Regions from separate parts of the Hordeum vulgare genome. Here regions 2 and 3 are each linked to region 1. Evidence: chromatin contacts called from public Hi-C data. All regions are on one chromosome and are shown on one strand. The core of a region is the stretch at or near the end of the contact, and the rest is flanking DNA. Distances in the headings are between cores, read along the strand shown.

Region 1 (4,902 bases), core at 1,619-4,118:
TTCACACACATATGTGTTTTGTCAATCATTTGTGTTATCATGGCTAATCGCAAACAGTTCATAAGCAACAAATGTATGCCATGCATCACACACATAAGTTTCATCTGAATCGTGCCTAATGGATCATCCGTTGCACACAGTTTGTTCTATCAGCGACGGAGCTAGAACTATACCGTTTGCGATTGGTGGATCGCACACAGTTTGGTCAAAGGGTCTCAGATGCATGTGTCGCCTTAGGACCTTCCTGCGGTAGTGCAAGTTACTCTGGATATTGTGTTACCGAGTGGTCCCAGAGATATCTCTCTGTCATACGGAGTGGCAAATCTTAGTCTCAGTCCATACAACCCAACAAACACCTTCGGAGATACCTGTAGAGCACCTTTATGATCACCCACTTACGAGGCGATGTTTGGATACACACTAAGTATTCTTTCGGTGTGAGGGAGTTGTACGATATCATGGTCTAAGGAACACATACTTGACATGAAGAAAGTTGTAGCAATTAAACTATGTGATGCGATCATATGCTAAGCTTAAAGTTGGGTCTTGTCCATCACATCACTCTCCTAATGATGTGATCCCGTTATAAAACCACAACTCATGTCTATGGTTAGGAAACCTTAACCGTCTTTGATAAACGAGTTAGTCTAGTGGAGGCTCACTAGGGATATTGTATTATTTTATGTATCAACACATGTATTTAGTTTACGGCCAATACAATTCTAGCATGGATAATAAACATTTATCATGAACAAGGAAATGTGACAATAAACAATTTATTATTTCCTCTAGAGAATATTTCCAACAAACGCAAGGCCATCTCCCACGAAGACGGTGGTCGCCAGCTGCCAGCGGTGTATAGGTATCGACGTGGTTCAATTTTGTGTATAACCTAGTTGTGGCAAGCGAACAACATGCGCCGGGCTAGTTTACTTTAACAACGTCGGGTTAGTGGCCTTGGAGTTGTGGCGGATGTTGCAGGTCCTTTCACACTGTGTGGAGTGAGAGCGGCCAGATACACACTTCATCATGAGAGGTCTCATGATGGTAGTTTTGTTGATGTTTGGTGGGGAGATGTCCTACCCTTTCGCTAGTGTCACTCCGACCTGGCGTCGAGTACTGCCTAGAAAATTACCGGAAGATCTACTGCCAAGATGGTGATGGGAGCATCGCTTCAAGCCCGAGATGAAAACTCTTGTTCCGACCTTCATTGGTCGGGCTCAGTAGTGATAAACTTGTATCGTTACCATGATGAAGGCGTTATCTTTTTGCCGGTGTGATGACCTTTATTGGTTTGTCTCATCGGTTAGGATGGCAATTAGTATCCTTATTGTCTGTTACTAGACATGGCGATGAAGGCATAAGGGTATGTATCCTTATTGAAGGCGTTGTGTGGAAGAAGTCGACTTAGTCATGGATGAGAATTTCATATCTTGTAATGGTTTTGTTGTAATTGTCTCTGTTTATGCTCAGTTTGTTGATTTTTTGGCCTTGCCACCTTGCATCAACTTTAGTACAGATGGGTGCATGCGTCACAATGATGTAGAGGTCGAGGGTTTTCAACCTTCTCTTTGAAAAAAGAGAATGTATTAACTACATTGTTGAACTGGATTTAGTTGTGTTGTCCCAAAGGCAAGCGTGGGGTTTTAGAGACCATAGATGGCGTACTAGAGGCATGGTGAACCGTACAAACCTTGTGCGAGTGTCGAGACACTAATCCTATCTTATCATGTCTTATCTTAATTCTAGTGTTCACCTATATTTACAACTGTCCCAATCCTGTGTTTCAAAAGTAGGAACAATTTACTTCTTTTATCTTGATGCCTTTTCTATTAGATGGGCCGCTAACCGCGAATGAGCACCTGGTGGACTGTGGCAAGGAATGGCTTCTGAATGTTTGTCGATTTGTTTTGAGGTCTCTCGAGATATGGTAATCATGCTTATATGGCGTGTTTGACAATTACATAATGATTTGGTCCATGGTAAGGAGATCCCACATGCGCTTGTGACAATGATCTTCTTGGACAACTATTACAAATCAATTGGTGATGCCTGGAAGTATAGCACTGTCGATATTCTGGATGGTAAGATGCCGGCCTACGAGGCTTCGAGGCCGTCGACACCAAATCCCTCTACGTGTACACGGACCCTCAATGGCTGGCACTGCCGTTGGGGTAGGTGGCCCTTTTGATGGATTGCTCATTCTCGGAGGGTACATAATGGTGGGCATGATTCCTAGGAAGCACGACGGCATAGTCATTTTTGCAGTTTGCTGGTATATTTCCAATTATAATGACTCTTTGAAGGTGGAGCTGTGCGTGATCATGCATGTTATAACACCGGCTGCACAAAATACCTCCCTACGAGTCATCATTCAGTCGGATTCTACTGAGGCACTTACAAGTTTATCTTCTAATGGTCTCTCTCGCTTTGATATGGTTATGTAGTGGCGGAGATAAAAGCAACACCGAGAATATGGAGTTTATTTCTTAAAAACTTTGTCATGAACAAAATAATGTGACAGATTGTTTGGTCAAGCATAGTCGCTTAAAATATATCACGGTTATGTGGTTAGACCAGTGACCGCGTTGTATCATGAAACTTTTGCCTCTCGACCGTAACACCATAAGTATGGAATAAAACTCCTTTTTATCCGAAAAAAGATGTGATTATAACGTTTATCCCTCGTTTGGAAGTAAGTTCTGATCTAACTGGGGACACAAGCAAAGATACATGAATTAAGAGTAAAATGAACTCTTGATCCGTTGCTCCCCGTAGAAAGAAGGGACATGTAGAAAGGAAAACGCAGTGCCACGTTCCATTCGACCACCACTGCCGCCCGGCGATTAGTTTAATGCTCCCCCCGGCCGCGCCGCGCTGTGCGTCACTGGAAAGATAAAAGATGGCCCGCTGGCCTGTTTGGGGTGGCTCCCCACCTCGTTGCGCAATGAATGGTGATGATGCGGGTTTCCTTTACTCATTCTTCCTCCACCAGACCACCACTCCGTGGTTCGTCGTGCTCCCTTCCATTCCATGCTCTGCTCTGGTGGTTTCCTGTTCCGTTCCGGGAGTGTTCTTCTTTGACAGGGAGCGGCTGCCGCCATGGCGAAGGAGACCGAGTACTACGACGCGCTCGGCGTCAGCCCCGCCGCCTCGGACGACGAGATCCGCAAGGCCTACTACATCAAGGTCCCCGTTTTTCCTGCCTGCCCAGCACATTGTCGCTTTCCGCTAGCTTGCTGATTTGGAGGTTTCGTTTCCTGTCCTGTCTTCAGGCGAGGCAGGTGCACCCTGACAAGAACCCCGACGATCCGCAGGCGTCCGACAAGTTTCAGGTTCTCGCCACATCTGGTTCGACTCAAGTCGATATTGTAGCAGGATCGGTTGGTTTGATTCCTTTGGTGGGTGGGTGTTGAGCTTCTTCTTGTTGTTATGGTACTATGTATGCAGGCTCTTGGAGAGGCCTACCAGGTCCTGAGCGACCCTTTGCAGAGAAAGGCCTATGATGGCTATGGCAAGAGTAGCATATCCAGGTGTCTGCCCTTCCCCAGTTGATCCCATTCCCATCCCAGATGAAACTCGGTTCGGGAGCAGTAATTCAAGCCTCACTCTGACAATATATTTCTGTGTTTTTCAGGGACAACATTCTGGATGGTGCTCTGGTCTTCACCCTCCTGTTCGGGAGCGAGCTGTTCGAGGACTACGTTGGACATCTTGCAATGGCAACAATGGCTTCCTCAGAGATGGCCAGTGGCTACAACAACAACGCCGAGAAGCTCCAGGACAGGCTCAAGGTAGGCACATAGCTCCGGCTGCCCAAAACGTGCACATATCATGTTTTTTACCGCACTCTAAAAAAACACTGCTGCGATGAAGGGTGTACAAAGGGAACGAGAAGAGAAGCTAGCTAGGTTCCTCAACAAGTTCCTCTCGCAGTATGTCAGCGGCGACACGGAGGGATTCGCTCATCGTGCCGAATCTGAGGCCAAAAGGCTTTCCAGCACTTGTCAGTATGATGATCCCTACGAACTACGTAGTACTCTAGTACAGTTGTCTTGTTCCCTCCATGGTTTTCATCTGAATCTTTGTGTAATGGTTTCTGCTTACAGCATATGCGCTAGACATTCGTCGCACCATAGGGTACGTTTACTCCCGACAAGCCGCCAAGGAGCTTGGCAAGAAGGCCATGTACCTGGGAGTTCCATTCCTGACCGAGTGGGTGAGGAACAAGGGCCACCTCTGGAGGTCACAGATCACAGCAGCCAAAGGTGAAAACATTCGCAATGGTTGCCATGGTTGTGATGGTTGAAGTTGCCGACTGATTAAGGGGCGAAGAGAACAATGCAGGAGCTCTGCAGCTGCTGCAGCTGCAAGAGGAGGCATGCCGGCAGAGCGCCAAGGACGGCGGTGCTGCCACCGAGAAGGACGTCGACATGCAGATGAGAATGAACAAGGACCTGATGATGAGCTCAATCTGGAAGCTCAACGTTGTGGATATTGAAGTCACGCTCTTGCATGTCTGTGAAATGGTATGCGCGTCTTCTTTACTGAAATACTCCCATATTAATTTGTTTCTGAACATAAATATGATTTGACAAGTTTTTGACTTCTTCTCAGGTGTTGCATGAAAATAATGTCAAGAAAGAGGATCTTAAAGCCCGTGCAATGGCCTTGAGAAATCTCGGAAAAATATTTCAGGTACTACATTATTTGACGTTTTCTTTTGGACAATTCCAGGAGGTACATGTGTGAATAAACAAACCTGAACTGAGTATATTTCATGAATTCCATCTTTGATCAACTGGAACGAGAATAGAGAGAAAAGGAGGCATTACCAGGGCCATCAAAGCCAACCGTTCTCGATGATGACAGCAGCTCAGATGAAAGTTCAGACGAGGAGGC
Region 2 (4,902 bases), core at 1,793-4,292, 960 kb before region 1:
GACACAAGCGACTTTTTATTATTTTATTGTAGAGTTGTTTGAGAAATACCATCTTCATCCTACGTCTCCCACGAATTGATAAACCTTAGGTCATCCACTTGAGGGAAATTTGCTACTGTCCTACAAAACTCTCCGCTTTGAGGCCCAACACGAGTCTACAAGAACAAGTTGTGTAGTAGACATCACTTCACCTCGACGTTCGTAAAACGGACACGATTTCTAGACTAGTTCCCGAGGAGATACGATCCTATGGTCGACCTTGTTGCCCAACCCATGTCTTGGGTGCTACTTATTTGACGGTTCAATGCAAACAATTTAAAAGTGCACTGCGGTTTCTGAGGAGATTACAATCCTCAAGTTGGTCGCTGCACCCGATCCTGAGTCTCTGGGGCTACTACACAACGCTTTCTATTCCTAAATTATGTTGTCGAGCAAGGAATCGATCATCAGGCCGAATTCGCGAATCGACATGGGTCTCAAGGGATACTGGGATCCGTAGTTTTATTTTATCCTTCAGGTGCATCCTGGACTTTAGGTGGTACACACCTTGAGGGCTACTGGCTATACATCTTGGCACAGAATAAATTGCACCAATCGAAAATATCTGCCAAAAATCAGCCCAAGACTGAGGTGGTGCACACCTCGGAAGATGTCCAGCATAAAGCTTGGATATGAGTGGTTGGCTCCACACAGGATTTGTGCGGCATCAAGCTCGGCTGAACTCCTTTAACTTTTTCAACACCATAGTAATCTACGAACGTCAGATACAGACCAATGTTGGAGCTCGGCTATAAGAAGACACCTCAAATGAAGTTCAGCGTTAGAGCTTGGCTGCAAGAGGACACCGTCACTCGATAAAAACTTGAAACCCAACGTATGGCATGAAAATAACAAAACATTTGTAAAGGTCAGGATCTTAAAGGGGCTCCTCGGATGACCGACATGTAAAATCTCAAGATACACTTTAGCAATCCTCGAGATCGAAGACGAGAAGATTTTTTGAACCAGCTATCAAGAACAAAGACAAAGAATAGTTTGGAAGAACGGGGAGCGTCACCACTTGAAGACCGGTTTAAGGGGCTACTCATGAAGTCTTGGATTAGGGGGTACTCACTACATCATCTCCCGACCAGGTGGGTCGGGCCGTGGACCTCCATGGCGGTTCACTAATGGGCTACTTCGGACAGCCCTTGAAGCATACAAGGAAGATTCAATAAAACTTGACGCACAAGACAAGCACTCTTCCAAACCATGAGCCTCCGGTGGATTATATAAACTGAGGACATGCTAGTCAATAGATCATTACATCTAATATTCGATAGATTCATACACATAAAATCTTGTGGTTGATACATGTACATTCTACTGTACCCCATAGCAATACAATCAAAAACAGGATTTAGGATATTATTTCTTAGAGTGACCCCGAAAACCTAGGTAATTTTTTATGTCCATGTTACCATGGCTCCAAGACACCTAGATTAAAATATGTTGGATTTAGCACCGAGACCGATGCAAACACCATTGATTGGATAAAGATTGGTTGATCTTTGGAATGCAAACACCAATACATTGCCTCACTAAGAACATCTACAAAGGAACTTGGCAAATCCGACCCCTCAAACGTCCGGGGCGCAGACAGTGACCTGTCAAGCCTCAAATAATGCATTTTACAACTCGATACCTCAAATTAGAAACCACAAATCTATACTATTACATGCAACGTAAAATTATATTTAAGCGGAGCTCGTCCACCTCCATCGTGCCCATGTCCAGAGGCCGACTGCACTCCCCAGAGTGTTGGTCCGGTCGCCAATGAGGTAGAGTAGGATATGGGACACTAGACGGATCACGGGTCAAGCTCCCGTTGTCTCTCATGCCCTATTTTTCTCGTCGGAGCTCGCAACACAGACGGTACCGATGGACGTGAGATCGATGATGCATCTTTCCTGGGGAAGTCGACGTCCACCATGACACGTTCATGGCACACGCACTAATTCACCATATGGGCGTTGGAGAATGCGATTCCGCCTCGCCAATGTCAATCGCCGTAAGGGCTTCCGCCCCTCCCATCCCTGTTGCCTCGCACAGTGGACACGTTGCGCCATGTTTGCGTCAGAAGACGCACATGGCGCGTCTTCTAGCTCAGTGCGCTAACATAGGGGTTGCGTGTATGCCTTTGCGTTCAGACACCACACGGTCTGCACCGCCTCCAGTAAGGCAGCGATGGATGATCCATGCACCTGTTGGGCCAAAACAATGGATTTTCGATGAAAGGAGTTTGAGCGCTGCCGTCGGGCGGCCACCACCTGGGAGCGGCGGAGCGCAAGCCAAACGGCCATCTCCTCATCGGGACCACGTGGAATGAGATCATGGTCGGCGGATCTGGAGGTGTAGGACTCGGATCCGTTGTCCGTCGTGCCGGAGAAGGCCGTGGATCACCGAACGGAAGCTTGGATGGCGGAGTGGAGTGGTGGGGAGTGAAGTGAAATGGGTAGGGTTGGTCCGGAAAGAGGATCAAAACAAATATATAAGGCATCGGGTGGGCCAGCATGGGCCGAGTCCAACGTGACCGACGCGTCCAGTCATGCTCGTACCTCCACATATCCTCTTATATTTAAACTGGATATGAGGGATGTAGGTCAATTCAAATATTTAAAACCGTTAAAAGCGTCTACTTAAATTACATTTTTATGACCGGTCATTAATGAATCATCCCTTTGGACATTTGGAACGGGTTTGGGTGACCGGCTGTAGGTGCTCTAACGAGGCCGCAATGGCCACAGCTGAAAGAGATGGAGCCATGAGATTTTACTCTGCCCGACGCCACCATTATTAGGAGTAGCATAAATAACTACAGTACATTTCAAGCATCGATCCGGGGTTTCTCCCGTTTCCTGCCGCCACACCGGCAACCAACAAAGCAGAACGTGGCCGCCTCCTCGTTCTGCTGGTGAGAATTGCAAGTTGTCTCTGTTCTGTCTCTGGTCCAGTATCTATCTGTTGTCGTGATCCTGTAGTGGCTTTCGTAAGAAGGCACTTACCAATGGGATGGGGCGTCTATATGAGCTAGTTGATATATCGCGTGACACGCATGAACAACCTTCCAACATCACAGTTTGTTAGGCTTTGAAATCTAGCAAAGCAAACGGACCGACAGTTCCAAGCTCACTTGCTCACTCCCACTAGTATAAGATTTATTATACGATATTGTTGGAAAATTCAGAACCGACAGTCTTGAGTGATGGTGTCAATGGCACTCTTCCATATACTTCTTCCACATTAGTTGTCGTTGGTTGTAGCAAGTACTCCCTCCGTTTTTAAATATAAGTCTTTTTAGACATTTCAGTAATAAACTAGATATGGATGTATATAGACATACTTTAGAGTGTACATTTAATAATTTTGCTTCGTATGTAGACCCCTAGTGAAATAGTCTAAAAGACTTATACTCCCTCCGTTCCTAAATATAAGACCTTTTAGAGATTACATTATGGACTACATACGGATGTATATAAACATATTTTAGAACATAGGTTCATTCATTTTGCTCCGTATATAGTCCATAGTAGAATTTTTAAAAGGTCTTATATTTAGGAACGGAGAAAGTATTTAGGAACGAAGGGATATGTTTTTCTCTATTTCTAGCAGTGACGATGACATAACAAACGTGTTTTTTCATTTTTCTACTAGGAGTGACAATGACAGAACAAGGTTCCAAACATTTTTGTGTCCATCCATATGGGATCTTCCTTTCAATTTCAAGGCCATGTGTGGTTGTCTGAGGCCCAACTAGACACCGTGCGGTATGAGATTTTAGCGTTTGATGGTATGCATTCACTGTTTGACCTGTATTGCACGCAGCATAAAACATCTCTAGCCCTATATGCAGGAAAACTGCCAAATTGACCATTTTTCGCAAGCCAGTCCCGGACGATGCAATCTACAGCACTTGGGAGCAGCATGTAAGTGAGTTTGCACGTCTTCTGTTATAATCTCCTCCTTAATCTTTTTGAGAGAATTCCTTATTTGGTCCATTTTTAAAGTTTGCTTCTTTATTTGGCCCAAAAAAATTATTTCCCGTATTTGACATCCAATGTAAAATTTGGCCCACTTTCGTCTATTTTGACCATTAACGATGCTAAGTGTTGTGCGAAAAGATCATTCTATCCCTAACGTTATACATGGCTAAAACAATATTGTTGGTTTCTTTAGCATGACAGACTGACAGACAACCCTGTCAAATCGTGTGACCTCACACGCTCCCAACTGCCTAGCCATGACAAATACTTCCTCCGTTCTTAAATATAAGTTTTTTAAGAGATTTTACTAATTGACTACATACAGAGTAAAATGAGTTAATTTATAGTTTAAAGTATGTATATATACATTTGTATGTAATTCCTTAGTGGAACCTTTAAAAAGAATTATATTTAGGAATGGAGGGAGTATATACCAGTACTTCAAATATAAACACGGTATGCGCAACTTTAGCACAACCAGCGTACTGTTTCCTGCTGCATATGTGATACTCCCTCCATTCGAAATTACTTGTCGTACAAATTTACAAAAATAAATGTATCTAGAGATAAAATAGATCTAGATTCATCCATTCATGTGACAAATATTTTCGGACGGAGGGAGTACGTATGTACATGCTGTCAACCTAGTGCACGAGGTGGTGCTGCTCCTAGCTAGCTAGCTAGCTCGTTGACGTAGGCCAATGCAAGTACATATGCACCAGCGGCGGCTTGTTGGAGTTAATCACAATAAACTTGATTCAGTAGTTCAGTTCAACCAGTTCGGTGAAACAAATGAACGATCTTTTTTTCAGCTTTGTATAGCATCAGGGGTATAATAATCTTTTCAGGTTGCATTAAGACTGTTTGTGGTCAAACTAGA
Region 3 (4,902 bases), core at 1,018-3,517, 740 kb before region 1:
GTTCAGACTTTTCAAGTCAATAATCATCTGGATGCATTTGCAATCTAAATGGCCGTACCTCGTTATTCTTTTGATATTATTTTTCCTGCCAATGTCCATTACAAGTGGCCAGTATTCATTTGCACACCTGTTAATTTCCTCTGAAGACCATAAGAATTCAACGCCATCAAGGTTCATACCAGCTGCTTTCCATATTTCAATCATGTAGCGCCCGACAGTCTGGATTTTTTTCAGATCACCACCCATTTTGTTGTTTAGCTGTGCAAACCAGTCTGCTATCCAGATTTTCACTTTGCATCCCGCTCTGATCATCTTGTTAACATTAATTGTCTTCACAACACCCTGTGAATACAATACATGAGAATGTCTATCACCAGCAAGTCCTCTCAGATCTTGCAATCTGAAACAGTTTGGGCATACTGGTCTCCTGCATCACTAAAGTAACCATTTCCATAATGTGTTGTACTGGCATCATAACTGTGGAAGCACACCGAGCATTGGTAAAGGCACATGTAAGATTAACATTTATACTAGGGTGTTCTATTCTTATATTAATCTTATGGAACAACAAAATAATGAAAAATGGGAGTGAACTCACTAATCTTACTCATTTGACAGATAAATCAAGGCTGGGTATTATAACCAAAACCAACTGGCGCACCCATACAGAACGAATCAGGATAGTGCTCCTTATTTTCAGGAGCTTTCGTCACCGACTTCTTTCTAGTTTTATTATGCTCTTTTTTGCGCACTCTCTTTTCATTCTCTGAACTAACACTTCTCTTTTGGGTTTTTTTTCTTCAACGACTCAAGCATTTTAACCGATAACTACAAGCACAAATATAACCACCCAGACATCAATAATAAGTACATGCTATTTAACCAATCTGATGCACAATTGCACATAATGAGCAAGAGTTTAAAAGAAAATCTAAATTTATAGGTGGAAAGCGACACTGGATAATCCGAAATATCCGATGTTCGTATTTAAGAAAATGCCTATTCGTACTGAAACATCCGCATCCGAATCAAAATGGAAATTATCCGTATCCGAATTTATTTAACAAATAATAAAAAATGGTATGAGATTTTGACACAAATATGGATATGGAAGTAGATATATCCGTATCCGAATAAAAATGCAGGGAGGTAATTTTCAAAATGCTAGCACCAATACTCTAATTATCAAACATAAAAGCCAAATGAATGGTTAAATTTTACTCTTTGTATGATTAAACTTCGAAATTATTATGCGTTACAATAGTATTTATTGATAAGCCTATTTATCATTGACTTATCTTATGTCACAAGTTGATTATTTCATGTCACATAGCTATTGACTAATTTACTTAAGCAATATATCCCTATTATCCGTTCCGAATCAAGCAAACATCCGATACGGATCCGTATTCGAATAACATCTGAGCTGCATCCGTATCCGATAACATCCGTATACGCATTTGTATTCGTTTTGAAAATATGGAAACGGAAGTGGTAAGAGCACTATCCGGTCTGCATCCAATCCATTTCCACCCAAAATTCGACTACTCCCTAGTTTTTGCATAGCAGAAATAAGTAGGCTAGGCATACATCGAGTGTAAGCATCCAGCTAGGTGATACCATGCCAAGTGATGACCTCTCTTGTTTGGGTATTAAATTAGCTGCTCGTCAAGTAGAGTACTATTGTAGACACATATCACGACATCAACATGATAGTAACAACACACTTGATAGTCATATGCACTCGGAAATTTTGGGACCGATGTTAGTTGAAATACGAAATTCCTGTCCAATAACACTTCCTGCCCGAGTCGCACATTCTATCCGAAGTTAGAAGAGAGTAAGGCATTAAGTTCCCGTCGAACCTGGGCGATGTGCATGCGGCCGGAGGGCTCGAACCCGTCGTAGCAGATAGGGACGGGCTTGTTCTGCAGCAGCCGCTTGAGCTCGTCGGGCTGAATGCACTCCTCGCCGATGCTCATCAGCAAGTCGAACCGCTCGTCCAGGCTCAATCCCGCCACGCCCCCCACGAGGTCTTCGGCGGCGGCAGCGGAGGAGGAGGCTCTGTTGGAGGCCTCGGGAGCCGCGGAAGGTTCCATTGAAGCGGCAGCGGGGGCGGAGGCCTCTGCGTTGACGGCATCGGCAGCCACGGAAGAGTCCATGGAGGTGGCGGCGGTGCGGGTGGCGAATTTGGAGACAGCTAGGGTTTTACGCGGCTCAGATCGGGAGATGGATCTGTATCGTAGTTCTGCGCAGATGGGGGTCTCAAAGACGTGGCCCGCACATTCCCTTGAAAAACAAAAGACGTGGCCCGTAGGTGAGTGTAAGAGGCCGATCTACATGGGCCTAAGCCGAACATGGGCTACCTCGCACCTGGGTGTTCCTAGTTAACGCTTCAGGCGCCGGCATACGCATTGTACAATTGATCTAAAAAAAAAGGGCATTGTACCCCCTCCGAGTTTCTGAATATAAGTCTTTTTATAGGTTTCATTAGGGGACTAAAAGCGAATGTATATAGACATATTATAGAGTGTAGATTCATTCATTTTGCTCCGTATTTAGCCCTCTAATGAAATTGCTAAAAAGACTTATATTTAGGAACGGATGGAGTACAATTCAAGGTGCTTAGAAAAGATGCTTAATAAATAAATTATTTTTTAAACATCTCCCCTAATAATAAAGCGTGCAACGCTTCTGCCGTCCGTCATGGCGGTTTTGCAAAAAAGCCTCTGACATTTTGTGTATTCAACCCACATTTCCTTTTTAAGACTCTGGTATATATAAAGTTCCACATCTGTTTCAGCACATTCATGTACCTAGCCGAGTGGCAGACGCACCGAGAGTTTGCTGCACCACTAGCAGACCTGAGTTCGACTCTAGCATCGGTGTGTTTTTCTTTTCATATTGCTTCATTTTTTGTGTAAATTCAAATGCTTTTAAAATATTCATATCTTTTAAATCCTAACTTCAAATCTAACATGCTATATATGAAAATCACTCAGAAAAAAGTGAAGATTTCAAATATGCTATTATTTTGCATGTTACTTTCCTGTTTTTCCTTTCCTATTGCTTTATTTTTTGTGTAAATTCAAATGCTTTTAAAACATTCATATCATTTAAATCCTAACTTCAAATCTAACATGTTATATATGAAAATCGTTCAGAAAAAACTGAAGATTTCAAATATGCTATTATTTTGCATGTTACTTTCCTGTTTTTCCTTTCCTATTGCTTTATTTTTTGTGTAAATTCAAATGTTTTTAAAACATTCATATCATTTAAGTCCTAACTTCAAATCTAACATGTTATATATGAAAATCGCTCAGAAAAAAGTGAAGATTTCAGATATGCTATTATTTGGTCGCTCCGTTTGGTCGCTCGATCGCTAGAGCGTTGTTTGAACAGTCGCGGTACTGGTCAACTGTTGACTCATAAAAAAGAAAACAATTAAAAAAATCACAAACAACTGACATTTCAAAATGTTCATAGATTTTGAAATTTTTCATCCAATTTGAAAACAATCACGAATTTTGACAAAAGTTCTTAAATTTTGAAAATAAGCTCACCAAATTTGAAAAAAGTTCCATTTATTCTGAAAATTAGGTCACAAATTTAAAAAAATGATGGATTTTGAAAAACAAATCATCAAATTTGAAAAAAAACATCAATTTGGGAAAATGATCATTGAATTTGAAAAAAAATCATCGGGTTTTTTTAAAAGAAATCGTCGGTTTTGAGAAAAGTCCATCAATTTTTTTCAAAACTCTGTTCAGTTTGAGGAAAAGAAAAATTTTAAAAAATGAACCAAAAATATAAATGCAACTAAAAAATAGAAGAAGAAAAGAGTGAAGATGATGTAATTGAGCACATGTGGTGAGGCGGGTGGGGTGGTTAGTGCATGGTGCGAGCGATTGAAAATGATAGAAACGGATGCACATCCCCACGAACAACATCATGTGTTAGAGGGTGTAGGATAGAAAGTATGTCTAGAGGAGGTGATTAGACTACTTGACAAGATAAAAACTTAACATTTTTCCAATTTTTAGTGTGGGCTAGTTTTAGCAACTATGACTAGTCAAGTACATCCTATACATGCACATCTAAGAGTATAGCGGCGGAAAGTAAAACATGCGAGTGTAAAGTAAGGTAGGGTAGGGAGATCAAACGAAGAGGTTGACACGGCGATTTTTGGCATGGTTCCGATAGGTGGCGCTATCGTACGTCCATGTTAGTGGAGACTTCAACCCACGGAGGGTAACAGCTGCGAGAGTCCACGGAGGGCTCCACCCACAATGGATCCACGAAGAAGCGGCCTTGTCTATTCCACCACGACTTCCGTCCACACAGGACTAGCCTCATTCACGGTAGATCTTCACGAAGTAGGCGATCTCCTTGCCCTTACAAACATGTTGGTTCCACTCTACAACACGAAGTAGGAGGCTCCCAAACGACACATAACCAATCTAGGAGGCACCACCCTCCAAAAGGCAATAGATGTGGTAGAACAATGAACTCCTTCCTCTTGTGCTTCTAAAGGTAGTCTCCTCAACACCCAATCACTCTCTCTCTCTCTCATATTTGGCAGGGGTGGGAGAGATTGATCTTGTGGAAAGCAACTTTGGGAGGCTTGAAATCAAGGTTCAAATGGTAGAAATGGAATATCTTGATCTCAACACATGAGTAGGTGGATCTCTCCCTCAGAAAAATGAATTTGGCAATGAAGCGTGTGTTCTGAGTGAGAGGTAGGTGGAGGGGTATATATAGGCATCCTCCAAAATCCAACCGTCACACCGTAATTGACCAACTAAGTGACAAGGAAGTTAAAAACAGAGTGGTACCAACTTGCTCAAACGGTAGCAACTTCAAATCTTGGTGGAACCGATATACACAACTCGGTAGAAC

What was found. A called contact is a pair of places that touch in the nucleus more often than the background predicts.
Region 2: a contact with region 1 is called in a Hi-C map of leaf, with 4 times the contacts expected there. The contact joins the enhancer-like site here to the promoter of LOC123407535 in region 1.
Region 3: a contact with region 1 is called in a Hi-C map of seedling, with 4 times the contacts expected there. The contact joins the promoter of LOC123407602 here to the promoter of LOC123407535 in region 1. A contact is called at or near these places in 2 of 6 Hi-C or Micro-C datasets (leaf and seedling) and 1 of 1 datasets of contacts at active chromatin or transcription factors (embryo).

Annotation. Positions count from the first base shown.
Region 1 is chr7H:395,037,588-395,042,489 of MorexV3_pseudomolecules_assembly, forward strand. It overlaps LOC123407535 (chaperone protein dnaJ 10), which reads left to right and starts at 2,869. Exons shown (of 10, transcript XM_045100699.1): 1 at 2,869-3,189; 2 at 3,276-3,351; 3 at 3,451-3,533; 4 at 3,638-3,794; 5 at 3,877-4,006; 6 at 4,110-4,268; 7 at 4,348-4,529; 8 at 4,618-4,698; 9 at 4,817-4,902. The coding sequence starts at 2,903.
Region 2 is chr7H:394,078,664-394,083,565 of MorexV3_pseudomolecules_assembly, forward strand. No RefSeq gene overlaps it. Among protein-coding and RNA genes, the nearest start is that of LOC123409847, 15 kb to the right of the region's middle. Within about 2 kb of position 3,043, at least 3 of the 3 cell types and tissues checked have open chromatin away from gene starts, as enhancers often do. A contact at or near this core is called in leaf, where this site is marked.
Region 3 is chr7H:394,293,291-394,298,192 of MorexV3_pseudomolecules_assembly, forward strand. LOC123407602 (tyrosine--tRNA ligase 1, cytoplasmic-like) reads right to left here and starts at 2,268. Exons shown (of 9, transcript XM_045100766.1): 1 at 1,866-2,268; 2 at 59-342. The coding sequence starts at 2,162.